3 separate regions of the Mus musculus genome follow, and all the other regions are linked to region 2. A link is a contact called in public ChIA-PET and Hi-C data. All regions are on one chromosome and are shown on one strand. Each heading gives the region's core, a stretch centred on a gene start, on an enhancer-like site or on the middle of the called end of the contact. The rest is flanking DNA. Distances are from core to core; before and after follow the strand shown. Region 1 has its middle 22 kb from the start of Ugcg. Region 2 overlaps Susd1 (sushi domain containing 1). Region 3 overlaps Hsdl2 (hydroxysteroid dehydrogenase like 2).

Region 1 (2,700 bases), core at 148-2,647, 200 kb after region 2:
AAATAAGTTTTATTATAAATATGCACCACAGAACATTTGTAACATATGTTCTAAAACTGTGAAGGTTTGTATATGCTTGGCCCAGGGAGTGGCACTACTATACGAGGTGTAACCTTTTAAATAAGTTTAGCAAGCTGAGAAAGGAAAAATATAAAATATATGGTTCGAGTATTAAAGGAGCACCAGGAAGTGAAATGGAGCTGGCTCTTGTGTTTAAAGATATTAAGTTGAATTAAGGAGTTGTAGTGACCTTGGGGCAAGATCCCACCCAGCTAAATTTAGTTCCAGGCATGGTAGAACAAGCCTTTAATCCCAGGATGTAAAGACAAGCAGATCTCTGAGTTCAAGGCCAGCAGAGAACAGAGTAAATTCTCCTTAAAGAAAAATTTAAATATAGGCTTGGTGGACCACACCTTTAATCCCAGTGTTTAGTGCAGATCTCTGAGCTCAAATTCAGTTTATGGAACAAGTTCCAGGATAGCCAAGCTTAGGCAGTGAAGGAGTTGGAAAACAGAAAGCTGGTGATAATGTAATAGAACAAGGGGCCCAAGTTCCAGCCTCAGCAGAACTCAGCAGCTTTGGTCATTTGGCTCTGACTTTATAGTCAAGAGGAAAAGGAGACTACTGGGAAAATTGATGCTAGTTAGCTGGAGCTCAGAAATTAGGGGTGATTAAGAAAAGACCAGCATCATGGAGGTAAAATCTTCTGGGAAGTGTTTTCTGAGAGCACAAAGCAGCTAGCTTGTGTTCTAGAGATAGCCAAGGTTGTACCTCATGCTGCAGCAGGACTTGGTAATGTGTGAGAGTCACCCAGGTGGTACTGGCTTTGAAGACATGAAGGGATTATGAAGAGCAGCTGAGGCTCGGCACTGTGAGAGGCCATGGAAGCCTCAGTTGTTGTTGATGGCCCAGGACTGGAGGGGTCATGCAAAGGAACAGAGGCTTGGCACCATGAAGAGAGCCTATGAGAGGCTACTGTTAAGCCTAGCTGCAGCAGAAGACTCCAGTGCATTGTAGATGCCAGTACCATGGGATGATCACCAAGAACAGCAGCAGCAGTGGAGTGGATCAACCTGAGCTTAGAGTACTATAGAAGACAAAGGTAGGGAAGTGATGACAACCCTTTGAAGGAGCCCAGAAGATCATGTGTGGATCCCGGTCATTGAAACAAGAAGCTATAACATTGAAGGTACCTTGGAGACCCCAAGATGTTGGAGATGCCAGAACCATGGGCCATCTGCTGAGAAAAGCTGCTATAAGGGAGTGGAACCAGCCCAGCAGAAAGAAGTTTGTTGCAGTCAACAAAGACGAAAAGGAGTTGGAGATCTGAGGACTACTTTGAGATCAGATGCAGAGTTTGAACTTTGTCTAGCTGGTTTCCTGTCTTGCTTTGGGGATGACAGTTAAGTGCTTAGATGAATCTCAGAAGAGATCTTGAACTTTGGGCTTTTAATATTGTTGAGACTGCAGTAGACTATCGGGACTTTGGAAATTGACTAAATGTATTTTGCATTATGGTATGTTTAGGTATGGCCCCCATAGACTCATGTGTTTGGACAAGCCTATGGGGACCAGGGAGTGGGGCATGATGGTTTGTATATGCTTGGCCCTGGGGTGTGACCTTGTTGGAGTAGGTGTGTCACTGTGGGCATGTGCTTAAGAAGCTTACCCTAGCTTCCAGGAAGTCAGTATTCTGCTAGCAGCCTTCAGATGTAGATGTAGAACTCTTAGCTCCTCCTGCACCATGCCTGCCTGGATGCTGCCATGTGTACTCCTTGATTATAATGGACTGAACCTCTGAACCAGCCCCAATTAAATGTCCTTTATAAGACTTGCATTGGTCATGGTGTCTGTTCACAGCAGTAAAATCCTAACTAAGATAAAAAAAACATTATCTAATCTTTTTTTCATCATGTGAGGGATGGGGTTGCCATTCCACAGGCACATCTCTGACCCATAATTGTTTCTGTCTGAAAGAATTACAAGGGGTTGAAATGGAAAGGAGCCTGAGGAAAAGAAGGTCCAGCAACAGGCCCAAACTGAGAGCCAGCTCAAGGGGAGGTCCCAAGGCCTGACACTATTACTGAGGCTACAGAGTGCTCACAAAACGGGATCTATCATGACTGTCCTCCGAAACACCCAACAAGCAGATGAAAGAGTCAGATAAAAATATTTGCACCCAACCAATGGACAGAAACAGCTGACCCCAGTGGTTGAATTAGGGAAGGCTGAAAGAAGCTGTGAAGAAGGGAGATCCTGTAGGAGGACCAACAGGCTCAATTAATCTGGACCCCCGAGATCTCTCAAACACTGGACCACCAAACAGACAGCATACACCAGCTGATATGAGGCCCCCAACACATATACAGTAGAGGACTGCAGAGTCTGTGTTCATTCAGAGATGATGCACCTAACCCTCAAGAGATTGGAGGCCCCAGGGAGTTTAGAGGTCAGGTTTGGTGGGAGTGTGGGGGTATCCACGTGGAGACAGTGGGGTGGGAAGGAGGTATGGGATGTGGAGCAGTTGGAGGATAGATGGGGGCAGGGAATGGAATATGGAGTAAAAGAAAGAAAGGGAGGAAGGAAGGAAGGAAGAAAGGGAGGGAGGGAGGGAGGAAGGAAGGAAGGAAGGAAGAAAGAAAGAAAGAAAGAAAGAAAGAAAGAAAGGAAGGAAGGAAGGTTGGTTGGTTAGAAAGAAAG
Region 2 (2,704 bases), core at 180-2,679:
GCAACTGTAATGAGATACTATGAATTTTTACATTTGACAAAAATGTAAAAATAATGGGATGGGTGTGTGTGTGCGCGCGTGCATGCATGCATTTACTTCTAAGTATAATTTTTTAAATATTTACTTATGCTTTACCTTAATGTGCATGCTTTGTCTGCATGTTCGTATGTGCACCGTGTATGTGCCTTATGTTCATGGAGGCCAGGAGTAGAGTGTGGCGTTCCAGATGGTTGTGAGTCACTGTATCCATGCTGGGAATCGAACCCAGGTCCTCTTTAAGAGCCAGTGCTCTTAACTGCTGAGCCACCTCTCCACTTCTCCCCAACAAGGTGTAATTTTTAAGAAGCAAACCCCACATCAATCGTATCATAGAAAACGTGTAGGGATTAGCTGAAGTGGGGGTGAAGAGGGGAGGTGTGGGCAAAGAGGAGCAGGGAGGTAAGGAGGAAGTGAAAATCCTAATCAGGGCTGGACGGTGAGAAAGAGCCCTAGAAAAGAGACACATTCAAGGACCCAAATGGTTTATTCTATGATAGTACTGAAGGAGTTCTGTTAAAGCTAGCCAAACACTTGGTTAAGAAAACCAGTGATTCTTGGGGCTGGGAAGACCGTTCAGTTAGTAATGTACTTGCCACCCTAAGTGTGAGGCATTGAGTTTGGACCCCATCCCCACCTAAAGAGCCAGGTACCGTGCTGTGTGCCAAGTCAAGAGGATTCCTTTGGCTGCTGACTAGCCAGGCTAGCTGAATCTGTGAGCTCAGGGTTCAGTGAGAAGACATCCAGCCTCAGGCATCTATGCACACATACACACCCTAAAACGACTGAAGAGTTAAATGGAAAAAATAAACTGAACTTTTAATATGTTAAGGATCCATTTATGTAATACATGGGATATAGTTACGTCCACTGGAGAAAAGTGAGCACTCAAAAGCTGTCCGCATGTGAGAATATACACACTGTTCATATCACATGTGAATACATTATCCTTTATCAGCAAGTGGTCCAGGAGAGCAGGGTACCATGAGATCTTGTGCCCAGCTCCCCTGGTAATGCTTTCTAGACCCTGAAGCCTGACTGTGGCATTGGACAGCTGGAACCATGTGGAGGACATTCATAGCCTTGAGTGTAAGGGACTCAAGTTTTGCTGATCTCTCTCTGAGGGTGCCTAAACTATCCAAGAGAGTCAGAAGGCTTGGGTGAGAGTTGAACCTTATGAGCCAGTTAGTTATCCAGTCTTGGATGATCTGTGAGGATGGTTCGTTCAGTGATTGAAAGTAATGGTGGAGGGTGGAGAGCCAACGATGGGAGCTTCATTAAACTCAGTTTCACCAGATAAACTGTACTGGTTGATAACGTTTGATCATAGTACCCTGGGATCTGTCCTGCACTTCCCCTGTGACTCGCTTCCTCTGTGACTCACTGTTGCTTGAGCGGTGTGATTCAGATCGCAGTATGTGGGATGCCTCCACTCATCAGCTTTGACCAGCTCTGATGGGAAGGAAGACGCAAGAGAAACCACATCGCACTTTCAAAGCATGGCCTGGGATAGTTCTCATAATGCTAAGTACCCCGCACAGTGGGGCTTCTCTATGGAGTCCTCAGGATGAACAAAACCGAAAGAATTTTTGCCCAGTAGCTTCGGTGCAGTCTCTTTCATTTGAGTGGGCACAAGGGATTGCTCTAGAACCGCCTGCCGTCTTGTTATTCCCTGTCCGTCGTTGGTTATGCAATTCAATCTTAGTCCTACACCTGCCTGAGAGGAAAACTGGGTAGGACAGGTGCAGGAGCTTTGCTGTCTTTAAGGTAATCCTACAAAGATTAGCAGAAGGAGATTTCTTGACAGTCTAGGAATCTGGCAGCCAGCAGGAAGCTAACGCAGCACTCTCTTTCCGTCTGACAGGTGGAGGTTCTGGGTCAGAGGTGGTATCTAGAGAGCTCCTACCATGCTGCTCTCTTTAACTTCACAACAAGAGACCGAGCTCCAGAAGTGTGTTTAGATCTGTACCCCGCTACTGATTACACGATAAACATCACCCTTCTGAGACCCACTGAGCCGCGCTCCGCACAAATAACCATAACAACCTCAGTGACAGGTAGGCACGGATGCCTTTCCAGTTTGTTCCTGGGGATAACACATTAGGTACGAGGGTTCATCGGCACAATGAGGGGAGCACAGAGGATGGGGTCAAGAGCCCTGCGTTCTACTTCTAATAAACTGCCAGCTTTGTCTGGTATTCCTGATGCTTGAATCTTACCAATCAGTCCTTCTGTACAATGTTTTGACTTCTCGAGGAGATTCCAGAAAAGGAGACTACATAGAGATTCCAGGCAACTTTAGAGTGGGAATTCTGTAAGGCTTCTGTCTCTCGTTTCAAATTCAAAATGGCTCTCTATCTCCTTCCTTAATGTCTGTTTGACAAGTTGGCTCACTGTGCAGCTGTGTTTGTTCCTTTAGATTCATGAAGCCCCATATATTTCATTTATGCAATTTACATTGCATCCTTATGTTTTTGCATACTTGGGAAATTATATATTTTCAAACGCATGGTTCTTTCCCACAGCCTCAAGGGCTGTCCTGAAGGTCCCTGCATTTACCATTTTGCTGAGATGTTAGCCACACCTTCACCTCCTTAATTTGTGCTGTCTCTGAACATTGTGGAGGCATCAATGTTAACGGGGAGGACATTCCTCAAAGGAGGAACAT
Region 3 (2,700 bases), core at 28-2,527, 230 kb before region 2:
CCCTTTTAATCCTAGCACTCAGAGACAGAGGCAGGTGGATCTCTGCGACTTTGAAGCCAGCCTGATCTACAAGGTGTGTTCTACAAAAGCCAGAGCTATATAGTAAAGAGATTCTGTCTTAAAAAGTAATAAACAAACAAATACTTGTTAAAAGCATCTCTCTCCAGTGTTAGAGACATGCTATTTCCCTGATTTTGCTTTGTTTTTACAAGCACTGCTACCTTCTGGCGTACTAACTTGAACCCCTGTGCTCAAGTGATCCTTCTGCCTCAGCCTCCAGTGTAGCTGGGACTACAGGCATGTTCACATACCCACCTACAACTACCACTTCTTTAATAAGCCTTTTGCTCTAAAAATCTATCAGGACTTGCTGAAAACACTTCTGTTGGCTCTCAGGAGACTCTCCGTATATTCCAGTGTGATGCTCTCATCATGGCTGCTGCCAAAGAGTCAGCCACTAAAGTAAAAGTAAAAGTGGGGAGATGGACAGCAAGGCTGCTACACTGCACAGTAAACAGTTGGCCTTGTTTCCCTAAAGATTCAGGTGACCTGAGACACTGCACAAGAGTCAGTGATAGGGCTGGGGATCCAGCTCACGGGTAGAGCTCACCTAATATGACCACGGCGCTGGGCTTGAGCATGGCACAGAGGAGGGGTACAAATCTAATTAAATGATTAAGTACAAACCTGTTCTAGGCCATAAGGCATTGACTGCAATTTCACCTCTAAATTCTTCAGCCATCCCAAGCACACACATAGACATGCCATATTTGGCAATGGTATAAGCTAAAAGAAACCACAAAGATTTAGTTGAGAAACTAATTTTTGGGTAGAAACAACCAATTTTCTGTTTTTGTTTTTGCCCTGATGATTTTTTTTAATTCACATTACATCCTGCCCACTGCCCCCCTCCAAGTCACCCCTCCCACAATCCTTCCCCCATCCCCTTCTCCCGTGAGAGCATGGGTGTCCCCTAAGTATTCCCCACCCCCATCCCCATACATTAAGTCTCTGCAGGGCTAGGCACATCCTCTCTCACTGAGGCCAGACAAAATATCCCCTTGGCTAACACTTACCACAGTGCTGTTTGAACCACAGTGGGTTTAGGTTCAGGGGTGGGCTGAGATTGAGAATATGACCTACTTTGCTCTTTTTTAAAAAAGGAATACATGCTTTGGATCTGAAAATGAAAGAAACGCAAGTCAACTCAATAGCTTCTGCTTTAAAGGACTTCTACAGAGTAACTAAACTTGCTCAGTGATGTGCTGGCATAACTTATGTGTGGAGTACTTTTGTTTTCAGAACGAAGATAATAAAAGGAACTGAAATCATGCTTTGAAATCATGCTTCATGTCTGCTTGATGGAAAAAACAACAATCCTCTTCTATATTAGCTTTCAGTTCAACTGAGGATATCTTCAATCATTACTGTCCCAAATTCTCCCACTCCAACACACACTCAATTTCCAGAAGCAGTTAATATACTAGTGAGGCAGTCATAGGTTCAAGTCCTGCTTCTGCCCCTTTGTATGTCACAGCCTTCTAGTTCTCAGAATTGTTACTATGAAATGGGTAATACCCAGTGCCCTCTAGGACTGATCCAAGGATTTAAATGAGATGCTTCAGATAGTGCATATGCTGGACATGAAGTAGAAAGTTGCTATGGGTACCACTGCATGTGCTAGTTATTTTACCACTACAAAGTGCGACGTATCTTTGAAAGCAATATATAATTTAGAGGTTTGATGTTGATTACTGGAGGTTTTTTGTTTTGCTTTTTGAGACAATAGTCTTACTACATAGGTCAAATTGGCCTAGACTTTACCATGTAGTTCAGGTAGCCTTGAATGTGGAACATTCTTACTGTACCTGTCTCCTGGGTATTAAGATTATACATATCTGCCCCCATGACAGCTATTTTTCATACTTATTTATTTATAGCTTATTTTTATTTATTAATTTTGGTTTTTAGAGACAGGGTTTCTTTGTGTTTCCCTGGTTTTTATGGAACTCACTCTGTAGGCCAGGCTGACCTCGAACTCACAGATATCCACCTGCCTCTGCCTCTTGAATATTGGGATTTAAAGGTGTGTGTCACCACTGCCTGAATCTAATTTTTTAAATAAATATATATATATATATATATATATATATATATATATATATATTACATATGTGAGAACACTGTCCTTGTCTTCAGACACACTAGAAGAGAGCATTGGATCCCATTACAGATGGTTGTGAGCCACCATGTGGTTGCTGGGACTTGAACTCAGAACCTCTGGAAGAGCAGCTAGTGCTCTTAACCTTTGAGCCATCTCTCCAGCCCCTATTATTATTATTATTATTTCAAAATATAAAACTCTTATCAATTTCAACACTTTTCCTTCCTTTTGGTTTTTTGAGACAGGTTTTTTTCTGTCTCAAAAACAACATGGCTGTTTTGCAACTAACTCTGTAGACCAGGCTGCTCTGAACTCAGAGATCAGCCTACCTCTGCCTTCTAAGTACTGGGATTAAAGGCGAGCACCTCCCTGTCTGACCTCTTCAGCATACGTTTTTTTTTTTTTTTTTGAACATTTATATATAAACAAAATTTTTTCAGCGTACTTTTAACTTTACACATCAAATACAATCAATATCACCACAGAGTTAAGTTGTCTTTCTCTCCCAAAGTAATTTGAGGACAAGCAAACGATAT

The links. A called contact is a pair of places that touch in the nucleus more often than the background predicts. ChIA-PET counts read pairs in DNA pulled down with a chosen protein or histone mark.
Region 1: a contact with region 2 is called in an RNA polymerase II ChIA-PET map of memory CD8 T cells, with 16 read pairs. The contact joins two enhancer-like sites. A contact is called at or near these places in 1 of 115 datasets of contacts at active chromatin or transcription factors (memory CD8 T cells) and 3 of 9 other capture datasets (adipose tissue, embryonic stem cells and liver).
Region 3: a Hi-C map of bone marrow-derived macrophages shows a contact between it and region 2, with 37 read pairs. The contact joins two enhancer-like sites. A contact is called at or near these places in 20 of 39 promoter capture datasets (3T3-L1-derived adipocytes, cranial neural crest, embryonic stem cells and 13 more), 3 of 15 datasets of contacts at CTCF or cohesin (CD8 T cells, the NIH/3T3 cell line and large pre-B cells), 4 of 484 Hi-C or Micro-C datasets (B cells, bone marrow-derived macrophages, group 2 innate lymphoid cells and 1 more), 46 of 115 datasets of contacts at active chromatin or transcription factors (the 230-238 cell line, CD8 T cells, DN3 thymocytes and 33 more) and 4 of 9 other capture datasets (adipose tissue, liver, macrophages and 1 more).

Annotation. Positions count from the first base shown.
Region 1 is chr4:59,166,313-59,169,012 of GRCm38.p6, reverse strand. No RefSeq gene overlaps it. Among named protein-coding and RNA genes, the nearest start is that of Ugcg, 22 kb to the left of the region's middle. Within about 2 kb of position 1,397, at least 20 of the 459 cell types and tissues checked have an H3K27ac peak or open chromatin away from gene starts, as enhancers often do. A contact at or near this core is called in memory CD8 T cells, where this site is marked.
Region 2 is chr4:59,365,111-59,367,814 of GRCm38.p6, reverse strand. Susd1 (sushi domain containing 1) reads left to right here. Exons shown (of 17, transcript NM_001163288.2): 10 at 1,901-2,093. Among named protein-coding and RNA genes, the nearest start is that of Susd1, 72 kb to the left of the region's middle. Within about 2 kb of position 1,429, at least 51 of the 459 cell types and tissues checked have an H3K27ac peak or open chromatin away from gene starts, as enhancers often do. A contact at or near this core is called in bone marrow-derived macrophages and memory CD8 T cells, where this site is marked.
Region 3 is chr4:59,595,343-59,598,042 of GRCm38.p6, reverse strand. It overlaps Hsdl2 (hydroxysteroid dehydrogenase like 2), which reads right to left. Exons shown (of 11, transcript NM_024255.3): 5 at 1,077-1,180; 6 at 688-786. Among named protein-coding and RNA genes, the nearest start is that of Hsdl2, 15 kb to the right of the region's middle. Within about 2 kb of position 1,277, at least 18 of the 459 cell types and tissues checked have an H3K27ac peak or open chromatin away from gene starts, as enhancers often do. A contact at or near this core is called in bone marrow-derived macrophages, where this site is marked.